Linked DNA regions of Rattus norvegicus: all the other regions are linked to region 3. The links are chromatin contacts, called in public Hi-C maps. All regions are on one chromosome and are shown on one strand. The core of a region is the stretch at or near the end of the contact, and the rest is flanking DNA. Distances in the headings are between cores, read along the strand shown.

Region 1 (3,818 bases), core at 44-2,543, 140 kb after region 3:
GACACTTATGTCGGCCTGAAACAATTCCTGCCTATCAGAGGCCTAATCCAAGGGGAAGCACCAGATCAGTGTTCTTCCTGCAGAAATGGAAAACTTTGGTTCCTTGTTAGACCCGTGTCTGATTCCGAATCAGACTCTGCTTTCTATACAGATTATCCATAATGTTTCTCAAGTGGGAAAAGGCCGATGAGGTTCAGAATAAAACAACTGTCTCTAACCCGGGCCCCTGGCTGGTCAGAAGCGCTCACAGTCCCTTTAAATTCTGCCTTATCCAGATTGATTAAAGGACTTGAATTATAAACATAAAATGAAACAGCACGTCAGAAGCATTACAAAACCAGCAAGGCTGTTGTCAAAGATTATCGAATAACTTGGGAAAACGTGTTTTGTTATAGTGTTTGAAAATGCAGACCCAGAAGGGCAGGGAGTGCCAGAGTTTGTGTGAGGGCATACACACTAGACCAGTGCAACTGGACAGGGGTAACTCATAACTTCTCACAGCTCCTTTTTGGTGATGGCTTATTTCCTACAACAATACTTATTTGATCTAAAGCAAGGAGGTAAAATCTATTTATACAAATGTTCTTTCTGCTCTGTGTGTAATATGTGTATGTATGTGTAGTGTGTGTGTGTGTGTGTGTGTATGTGTGTGTGTATGGTGGTGTGTATATTGGTGTGTTTGTGTATGTGTGTATGGTGTGTGTATAGTGGTGTGTGTATGTGTAGAGTGTAGGTAGTGGTGTGTGTGTACAGTGGTGTGTGTGTGTATGTGTGTATAGTGGTGGTGTGTATATTGGTGTGTTTGTGTGTGTGTGTATGTGTGTGTATGGTGGTGTGTATATTGGTGTGTTTGTGTATGTGTGTATGGTGTGTGTATAGTGGTGTGTGTATGTGTAGAGTGTATGTAGTGGTGTGTGTGTACAGTGGTGTGTGTGTGTATGTGTGTATAGTGGTGGTGGGGGGTAAGATATTGGCTCAGGGGTCTTTCTTGATTTTTTTCATCTTAATTTTTTAAATTTTCATTTATTTTATGTATGTGAATACACTCTCCCTCTCTTTGGACACATCAGAAGAGGGCATCAGATCTCATTACAGATGGTTCTGAGCCACCCTGTAGTTGCTGGAAATTGAACTTAGGACCTCTGGAAGAGCAGATAGTTCTCTTATCTGCTGAGTCATCTCTCCAGCCCTTTTTTATCTTAATTTTAAAAGCAGGGTGTCTAGCTGAAGGTGAAGCTTGTCCGTTTGAATATATTTGGATGGCACTTGGCTTTTATGTGGGGTTCTCTGGAGCCAAACTCAGGTCCTCTTGCTTGCATGACAGGTACCTACCTGCCGGAGAGATCTTCCTAGCCTCTTTCTTTCTACGTTCATCTCTATTCCCCATACTAGAAATGGGATTTGAGAGGGGAAATGGCAGTGGAGTGGGGAGGGTCCGTCTTCAGGTTTAACAAGTTGTAGAGGCAAAAATATAAATGCACAACAAATCACATCTAGGAACAGAGGAGGAAGTGGGCGAGTGAACAGAGCTGAACTAGATTCCAAGCAGACTTTGTCCTTTCATTAGATTAGGCAAAAGTTAGATTATTAACTATTGCAACAGCCGAAAAACAACCACAGACTCAGAAGCCTAACACACAGAGACATCTGTTTCACACAGCTCTGAAGAACCTAGACAGGATCTCACAAGGCTGTGAGCTGACCGTCAGCTAGGCGACCAGACAGAGCGAGTTAGAATTCTGTCTACACTCTAAGGCAGAGAAGTTCCCACATGAGGGTGTGGACAACTCAGATCCATCCATCTTGGCATGCTGATTACCACAGAGATCCAAGTACCTGGAGCAGACTGCCATGCGTAGTCTGTGGCAGATCGGGAAGATGGGCTTTGCCTCCCTCCCTGGGACTTCTTGGATGAAGCTATTGTCACCATGGAGGAGAGACGCAGGTGTCACACTTTGTTCTCACCGCTATTCGGATTCTGGTGAGAAACTTGAGGCTGTAACCCAGGCTCCCATTGTTCATTTCACCGTTCCACGATGGTCCTGACGCATCACTCGCCAAGAAGGCCTTTCCTGGTAACACGTTCACAAGCTCTGCTTTCCTGATTGCCAGTGGAGGGCACTTCCACTTCATCCTGAACTTATATATTTAAACACCTACTTAGAAGTGCTACCAGACTAATCAGGGAGTGCTCGCATCAAATTATTCTTTCATAGTTTTGGATCGTTCTGTTCAATGATCTATTCCATGAAACTTGCCTTACTTGAGGGCAGAACACATCTCTCACATCAATATAAGGCAGCACTGGGTGCCCTGTGGGTGTGTTATTTAATTTCATTGATTACTCGAACCTCGAAGATAGAGACAGAACAACAAAAGGCTCACTTCCATAATGACAGTGAAGTCGGACTCAAACGTCAGCGGACTCCAGTGGAACGTTCCAGTGCTCCAATATCGATGAACATGTTACTTCCCTTGCCCACTGCTTATGGCTACTCATGTAGTATTGCTATGTAAGTGCACCCTAAGCATGCTGAAGGCAGAAGACAGCACTGGGTCCCCTGGAGCTAGAGTTAGAGCCGGTTGTGAGCTGTGGGGCGCTAGGATTTGAACTTAGATTTTCTAAGAGCACTCAGTATTGTTAACACTGAGCCGTGTCTCTGGCCCTTGTAATAATGTTCTTTAACGTGATCGTTTCGCTTGGCGAGAATCTAAGTAACACAATCCATGGAACATGCACATCATATGTGAGTTACGTGCTTTACCTTTTAATTCTTGTTTCTATTAAGTTTTTATTTGGTGTGTGTGTGTGTGTGTGTGTGTGTGTGTGTGTGTGTGTGTGTGTGTGTGTGTGTGTGTTTCAGAAGACAACTTTCAGGAGTGAGTTTTCTCCTTCTACGCTTTGGGTCACAGGGGTTACCCAATTCAGCCTGTCAGGCTTGGGGACAAGGTCCTTTACCTGCTGAGCTGTCTCGCCAGTGCGCGTTTCCAGTTTATAAATTTCGTATGAAAGCACACAATGCTGAATTAAAGTATCATTGCTCACCTACTGCTTCAGTCGCCTCCTCTCCCCCTAATAACGGTCACATACTTTTTGGGGAATGCAAAATCTTTTTCCGACCTCGGACCTCTGACTCCCGACTAAGGAGATGACAATGGGCCCCTGATGTGTACCGTGAGGGCTCTGTAAGTCACCATGGTCTTTCACAGAGAACTTGGGTAACCTGCTAAAATCCTGGACCTGGTTAGCAAGTGCAGGGTTTTAACTCAGACACCCTGGCTCCACTCTGCTCCTCAATCACTCCATGCCTTGCTCTTGGGTTTAATTTGGAATTATAAAGACTAAGAGAAAAATAAGCTTGCATCACAGCTCACGCCCTACCTAGTATCAGGTCTGAAGAATAAAAACAGCTCAGTGCGATTTAACGCTCTTTCCGGAAGCCACGTTGGTGCATTCAGGGTCACCCTTTTGTCACAAAATGGTCTGTCAACGTCAGGCTAGACCTGGGGCTTCTCGCCTAAAGGACACCCAACAGTCTTGCTGTTGGGGAACAGCAGTCCAGCTGACCTGAGGAACTTTACAGGGTACCTCACAGCGACCTCCATGAAAGTTTGCAGGTCGTGAAGACCAATTAGTTGCTATGGTGTCAATGAGTGCAAATTGCTGTAGGTTGTTGGCGAGCAGGGAAATCTCTGCTGGGTCAGCGCCCAGGGCAATGAGGTACTAAAGCCTCTGCAGGGGGCTGGAAGGCAGACAACTTTAAAAAACCACAACTGTGCTGGGCCGTGGAGGTTGACTCATAAACGGGATGCGTTCT
Region 2 (3,582 bases), core at 413-2,912, 160 kb after region 3:
ATCCTTAGCAGAAAGGAAGAAGGAGTAGGAAGAAGAGGAGAACCAGGAGGAGAGGAGGGGAAGGAGGAAGAGAAGGGAGGAGGAGGGGGGAGAAGGAGGAAGAAGAGGAGGGGGAGGGGGAGGAGGAGGAAGAGGAGGAGGAGTGGGAGGAGGGGAAGGAAGAAGAGGAGGGGGAGGAGGAAGAGGGGGGATAAGTACGATAAGTAGCGTAAGATAAGGCGTTATTGAGAAGCAGAACTGCAGGATGAAGAGAAATGAGGACTTCTACCACTCAACCCACACAGCTTCCCCCACAGGACAGGAGCCAAAGACAAAGATCAGGAGGGGAGCCTCGCCCATCCTCACCCTCTTTTGCCTGCTGAGGAAGAAAGCCTCCCTGCTTTCCTGGTAGGGCAGGTAATTTTCATTAAGTTTGAAATTCACAGGGAGCAACTGTGCTTAAATCTTTTAAAAGTGAGTCTTGTTATTTAAACACTCAGAAACATTAGTCATGGCCAGACAGATAGGAAAGGGGCAGGCAGGACAGGCTTTGTAAGGAGCAGCAGTTCAGGGTCGGGGAGAGAGCTTAGGCGCTTAGGTGCTTGTGAGTCCCAGCATCTGAGTTTGATCCTGTTTTAAAATCCTGGCCTGGTAAGGTTTGCTTATGACCACGACGATGGGGATGTAGAGACAGGAGCAGCTGCTGGACCTCGCTGACCACTAGGCAGGTTCTGAGGTAATCAGGGACCAATCACGCTGTTTCACTTCGTCTCACCTTGTTGTAGGTGAACAGCCGCAGAGGAGCCATAGGAAAGGTTGACCTCTGACCTTACAGGCCCACGCCCACTCCCTGTCTCACACAAAGCCGCAGGTGAACATGGAAATACCTGCTCACCACTCACAGCAAATTCGGGGTAGAAAACCAAGACTCTGAATCCTGTGGGTTGCCGCTCAAATTTCAACAAAATTAGGTCAAAATATTTTTATCAACATAAATGTCCCATCACCAGAAGCAGGACACACACACACACACACACACACACAGAGAGAGAGAGAGAGAGAGAGAGAGAGAGAGAGAGAGAGAGAGAGAGAGATTAAATCTAAGGAGTCTAGACATGAAGGGGTTTGGGGAGGCTGAGCTGTTGCCTGCACAAGGCCTTGCATAACCAGAAGTGAGTTCCCCAAATCAGGGGAGTGGGTTCCCCAAAGTAGGAATCAGGTCCTTCTGAGAAGACAGTATGGTCACGTGACCATACTTTGGCCCATTTTCTTATCCTTTTGTGCCCTTCCACTTTCTGCCAGGAGGTAATAGAAGTGATGTCATAAGAAGGACTCCCAAGATCCCTGGCACCTGGACTTCGCTCCTTGAGAACCGCCTCCAGCCTTCTGTGACAGCAACCCCACAAGGCTCACACGGACAAAGCACTGAGTTCGCTCGTACATTTAAATGGTGGCCCAAAGAGATGAACGCAGATGCCAAAACAAGACCTTCTCATCGAAAGCTCCTGTCACTTCGTCTTGCCAACTAAACGAGTCTGTGAACCGACTGAAGAGACAAGTACGTCGCCTCGGTTATGTTGCCCCGTGGTTGTCTCAGATATTAATTAGTTATGACCACAGTTGCCCCAGTACTGGATATACCAGAGCGTGACTCACTCCCATGTTGAAACAATGGCCTCCTAGAACTGTTAATGATTTCAGAGAAGATTTCCCAATTACTCAGAGCAGACACTGTTGCGCAAAACCGAGTTACCCTTAGAGTCACAGTTTAGGTCCCACAAACTTGAGAGACTTTATCTAACAGTCACACAGGTCACAGTCCTGCAGGTCTTCCTGGGACTTCACAGTTGAGAAGCACCTGCTAAAGATCTCTCCACGGAGGCTTTTGCTGACCTTCATTTAGGCGTCCATTGCTTTGTGATCCTCAGTTACATCTCTCGGTGGTAAGGTGGCCAGGAGGTCATGTTTCCCTGCTCTGCTGGTACTCAGGACTGACAACAGCACAGCATTTGTGATCCTGTGGTACAGGTACATGCAGAGGTGTCTCTTACTGTCCTAGGCTCTCTCTGAAGGCAGAGACCAGTGTTCTGTACATTATATCTCGAGGCTTGGTCTCTCACTGAACTTGAAGTTAACCATAAGGACCCTCCTGTGTATGTCACTCCAGTGCTTGGCTTTGTAGGTGAGTGCCAGGGTTGGCCTCAGGTCCTCAGTGTGTGAGGCAGGCATGTTATGGCACCAACTGAACCATCTTCCACATCCCAGAAGGATTTATAACGCAGAAAGGCTGTGATCACTCTTGGGCTGACAGTAACTGAAACCTTCAAAGTCATTGTCTTCTGAAAGCTTCTGTCATTGGATGTCTTGTTGACAGTAAAAATTTCTTTCCAAACAAAACAAAACAAGCAAACCCCCCAAATTTCCTAATATCTCTGCTTATCCAGAGAGGTTTTTAAATTTCTAAGGGAAGCACGTTGTAGTTGGTGAGATCCACTCTCACCTGAGGCAAGCCAGTTCCTACCAACTCCTAAGGCGTTCCAGTCAACCCACCAACTTGAAATAGAAAAGGGAGTTGAATAAATGTTTTTAAAAACCCCAACTGCCGAAAAGTTCTGTAATATAATCTAAAATAAACATACCAACTTAACTTCCACGTGTAAAAAAAGAGACTAGCAGGTTTTTAAAAACCATCAGCAGAATAAATATTTATGGAGCAGAGTGACAACCCGAGGTACCGAAAGCTTTGGCACACGCTGTCTTAGTTAATGTTTGACGGGCACTTCCACTCATGATTCTTCAGGGGGCTCACCGAAGAGTTTCCTTTATTATTTTCAGAAGAGAATTAGGTCATGACCCCCCCCCTTTCCAGATGTTTCCCTCATCACATAATTGTGATGGTTCTTCCAAGTCTCCCATTGCTCAATTCCTATTTCAGTGTTTATGGAGCAATGATTTATAAAGACAAAGAAGAGTGGGAGAAGCCAAGCAGTTGATAGGGACTGGTCATATTTCATATAGATCCAATGTCGACAATCATAGATTTTAGTGTCATTATATACTCAAAAGTATTAGCTGAGGCAATAACTCCATCGGTAAAAATTCCCTCATGAAGACCTGAAATCAGATCCTTGGTACACATGTGGGAAGCCAGGCTTTTAGACAAGTGTCTATGATGTCCTCCGAGATGCCAGAGACAGGAGGAACTCTGGAGTTATCATCGAATCAATGTGGAGCTCTGGCTTAAGTGAGATACCCTGTCTCCAACTATGCCATGGGAGCAACAATGAAAAGAACTGACTGTTACCTGTGGCCTCTACACACACACATATGTCCACAGACGCAGATCAACCCTACCTGCCCACGTGCACATGCACACGCGATCACAAGCACGCCCCACACGCAGCATGAATTTTAAGGTTTATTTATAAATCTAGTAACTGAAAACCGAAAATCATTTCTAGCAGTGGATGTAAGCACAGAGCAAACACCACTCATGACTCTGCACAGAAATAGTTTGTACAGAATAGTTCCAACTGCATGTGGAAATTTGTACTGTCATCTCCTTACTCTAAGAAGGTTCTAGATTATCGTTAGCAGGCAAAG
Region 3 (3,777 bases), core at 967-3,466:
GTAAATAACACTTTTTAGTAACATCACAAAGGACAATTTGTTGAAGGGGGTTTCTAGTTTCTGTTATAAATGAGTTTATTGTTTATATGAGTATATGTATATGTGTGTGCATGAGTGTGTGTGTATATGTGTGTGTGTGTGTGTGTGTGTGTGTGTGTGTGTGTGTGTGTGTATTTATTGGCATTGTACCAAGTTCAGCAAAGTTGAAATGGTGGTGGCCTTGTCACTTCGAAAAGGACTTCCCACAGTTTCTGTTTCTAACCTCAGCACTCGGAATTTGTTTAAAGGCAAAACATTTTGGACAAATTTCACATTATGTTTAAATGCATCATACTTCTAACTTAGCTCACTATGACTTACCAATCTTTCAAGTCCAAATACCTTATATCCGAGAACCAGAAATAAAATTTTTTAAACGTTTTTTGGTTTCCTTGGCCTTCCAAACGACCACAACCTGTATCAATGCTATCTCAAAGAGCAAATTAATTAATGGAAATTTCCAGAGACGTAGTAGACATTGTGCCGTCACTTTACATGTTAATTTTTTCGTTCTCTTTCACGTTCTATCTTTTCCTGAAATTCTCTGGGAATACAGCAGAATACTAGTTCATAGTGTCAAGGAAACCATACCGGTTCTCCCTACACCTGTCTTTGATGATTGGGAGTTGGGGTCTTCTGGAACCATCATAATGGCCGTATTTAACGTTGCCTGCTACACATTTCTGCAATGCTGGTTCTACTTGTTCTCCACCACAGTAGTTCCTTAGACCATGCTTATAAATTATCAGCATACCTCAGATGCTACAGACTGCTGGAGCAGAACAAGGCTAGCCCACACATGCAGTTTTGTTTGCCCCGCAGACACAAGGTCGAATAGTCTTTTGGTTTTTAATCTGTTATTTGTCAACTGAAAACTGAGATTTGGAGAGTGGGAATGTAGCTCAGGGTGGAGCACTGACTAGCACGTGTCAGATCCTTGTTTGGTGGTGGGCAATTGAGAGGTTATGTATTTTTAGCTTCTGGGGCTCAAGGCAAGGGTTCCTGAGAGCATGGTTTATTTGTAACCTCACAGCACCCTTGAGTATGGGATTTTTCTTGGTAAACAGATATCCGGGCACCAACGTACAAGTTCCCCATGAATCCCGTTGCCTCCTGCAGACCTAAAGTATCTCCTGCGTGAGTCACCCAGTTTCTGCCAGTGCCTCTTGTCCTCTCGGAATGGCATTAAAGGAAACAGAAGTGCATCTTGACCCGAGTCTCTATTCTGTGGAGAGTGGGAAGTCAGAGCATCAGGACTGGATGGGAGCTGGGGAGAAGGTAAGAGCCATGCAGTGCAGGCCTGGGAACCTGAATGGATCTCACAGGATTCATGGAAATGCTAGCATAACAGGATGTGCTTGTCACACCGGTGCTGGAGAGGCAGAGACAGGAGGATCCCGGCTTAGCTTTGTTAGCAAGCCATTCTAGCCCGGTCGGCAAGCTCCATATATTCCAGAACCAGTGTCTCAAACCGGAATGTGGAGAACGGTGAAGAGCACTGACATTGAGCTTTGGCCTCTCTCTGTATGTGAGCTCTCCAACACGAGCTCGGGTGCACATGCACACAAATACGCATATGTCTACATAAGTGCACACATATATACATGAATATATATGTACACACAAGCACACAAGGTCTTTACTTTTGACCCACTTTCCTTTCATGCCTTTCCTTTTTCCTCCAGGAAACGAGGAGCCTCTTTATATGCTTCAGTAGACACTCCTTTATATTCTGAGCAAACATGTGGATCGCATGTCCCCGTCTAAGACATGCAGAAACGTACAAAGTAACAGTGAACGTGCTTTCCTGTGTTCAAAGGGTTCACGGTGATACTAGCAGATTTGTTACTCGCAATTCGCACGGTGAATCGTTCTGCTTACCGATTGGCTGGAGTTCACAGGGCCTCAGTTTTCTCCTAGCTGGTTGCTAACTCCCCACAACCCTATACTGTCTTAGTCTTGCCTTACACGTTGTTTTGTTTGCACCACCCCCAACCCCCATGTTTATCAGAAGCAAATGCTATTTCTCATTACTCTTGCACCATGCCATACCCGGTAATTATGTTCCACCCAGGAAGGACACGTGAAAGAAATCAGACACTTCCCACCCACAGACAGAAGCAAACAACCTTCTCAGGACTGTTGCCAACTGCAGAGGTTACTAGCCATTGCTCAACCAATGAGTAGGACTCATGGCAGAGACAGCCAAACACGAATGTTTTAAGGCAAACAAGCTAGACTTTTACTTAAAGCCACAAGGGATTGATAGCCCCACACAGGCTAATTCTATTTTTCAAAGGAGAATATTTACTTAGAATCTGGGCAACCTACAGAACCTGAGTTAAGACTCATTTTCAATACCCCAATTCAGCATGTTTCCTGCTGATATCACTGATACTCCTCTTGTTTATTTGGGTTTTTGGTTGTGTGTGTGTGTGTGTGTGTGTGTGTGTGTGTGTGTATGTATGTGTGTTTGTGTATGTGTGTGTGTGTGTGTATGTATGTGTGTTTGTGTATGTGTGTGCACGTGTGTGTGTTTGTGTGTGTATGTGCATGTGTATGTGTATATGTGTTTGTGTATGTGTGTGTGTTTGTGTGCATGTTTGTGTGTGTGTTTGTATATGTATGTGTGTTTGTATGTGTGTGTATGTGCATGTATATGTGTATATGTGTTTGTTTATGTGTGTGTGTTTGTGTATATGTTTGTTTGTGTGTGTGTGTGTGTGTGTGTGTGTGTGTTTGGTTTTTTAGATTTTTGATTTTGAGACTGAGCTTTTCCATGTGGCCCTGAAACTCACTCTAGACCAGGCTGGCCTTGAACTCAGAAATCCACCTGCCTCTGCCTCTTGAATGCTGGGATTAAAGGCATGCACCACCACCGCCCGGCTGATGTTTACTCTTAATTTACTTTATGGTCACTGTTTCCCCGTACAGATTTCCGGTGTAATTGTAGGTGAAGAAAGCTTCTCATGGAATGTCACTCCATCAGTTTATAATCTGGAAAGTGTGATCATCATGAATGTCTGCACAGCATGAGAACCCTTTAGAGAAATAATGCTCATTTTTAAAGGTATCTGTAAGTTATCTGTAAAATTTGGTGATCCTGGATATTAAGCCAAGGATCTCACATACAGTGTGGCCTCTCCTCCACTGAGCCAAGTCACACATTGCGGGCTACAGAGTACCTTTTCTAACATGTTGAAATACGGGATAATATGTTATTTCTAAAAAATTATATTTTGTAGTATTGATGGACTACTGCTCTCTTCAAGAAGTTCCATCTACTTTTAATAACTGACATTTTCCTTACTTTTGTTTCAGAGCACGTGATACTATACCTGCCAGATATTGTGCTATTAAAACTTCAGTAGAACAATTATCCTATTAGTTGATGTGTAGATTCCATTAAATGGAAATCATTACAAATACCTTCCTGTCTGGAAACCAATACTGGCATCTATGATCATGTTAGCCTAGTCTAAAGTAAATTGACCAAGAAGGATGGCGCCCGCACCTAAATCCCAGGACTTGGGGCACTGAGACAGGAGGATAAAGTGTTCAAGACCAGCCTAATCTACACAGTTAGTTCAGGTCGAGCCTAGATGGCTTCCTTAATCTAGGCTGGGGAGGCAGCTCCAAAGGGAAATGGTTACTGAGCAACTGTATTCTGGCTTCGGATTCCTCAAACCCTTATCAAACTAGGCACAGCAGAGCCAGTCAGTAGTTCCCAAGCTTCTG

Evidence for each region. A called contact is a pair of places that touch in the nucleus more often than the background predicts.
Region 1: a Hi-C map of liver shows a contact between it and region 3, with 4 times the contacts expected there. The contact joins two enhancer-like sites. A contact is called at or near these places in 2 of 12 Hi-C or Micro-C datasets (kidney and liver).
Region 2: a contact with region 3 is called in a Hi-C map of liver, with 7 times the contacts expected there. The contact joins two enhancer-like sites. A contact is called at or near these places in 2 of 12 Hi-C or Micro-C datasets (both in liver).

The regions. Positions count from the first base shown.
Region 1 is chr2:240,683,273-240,687,090 of GRCr8, forward strand. It overlaps a transcript of Adgrl2 not described here. Among named protein-coding and RNA genes, the nearest start is that of Adgrl2, 190 kb to the left of the region's middle. Within about 2 kb of position 1,294, at least 2 of the 93 cell types and tissues checked have an H3K27ac peak or open chromatin away from gene starts, as enhancers often do. A contact at or near this core is called in liver, where this site is marked.
Region 2 is chr2:240,705,094-240,708,675 of GRCr8, forward strand. It overlaps a transcript of Adgrl2 not described here. Among named protein-coding and RNA genes, the nearest start is that of Adgrl2, 210 kb to the left of the region's middle. Within about 2 kb of position 1,663, at least 8 of the 93 cell types and tissues checked have an H3K27ac peak or open chromatin away from gene starts, as enhancers often do. A contact at or near this core is called in liver, where this site is marked.
Region 3 is chr2:240,539,640-240,543,416 of GRCr8, forward strand. It overlaps a transcript of Adgrl2 not described here. Among named protein-coding and RNA genes, the nearest start is that of Adgrl2, 46 kb to the left of the region's middle. Within about 2 kb of position 2,217, at least 2 of the 93 cell types and tissues checked have an H3K27ac peak or open chromatin away from gene starts, as enhancers often do. A contact at or near this core is called in liver, where this site is marked.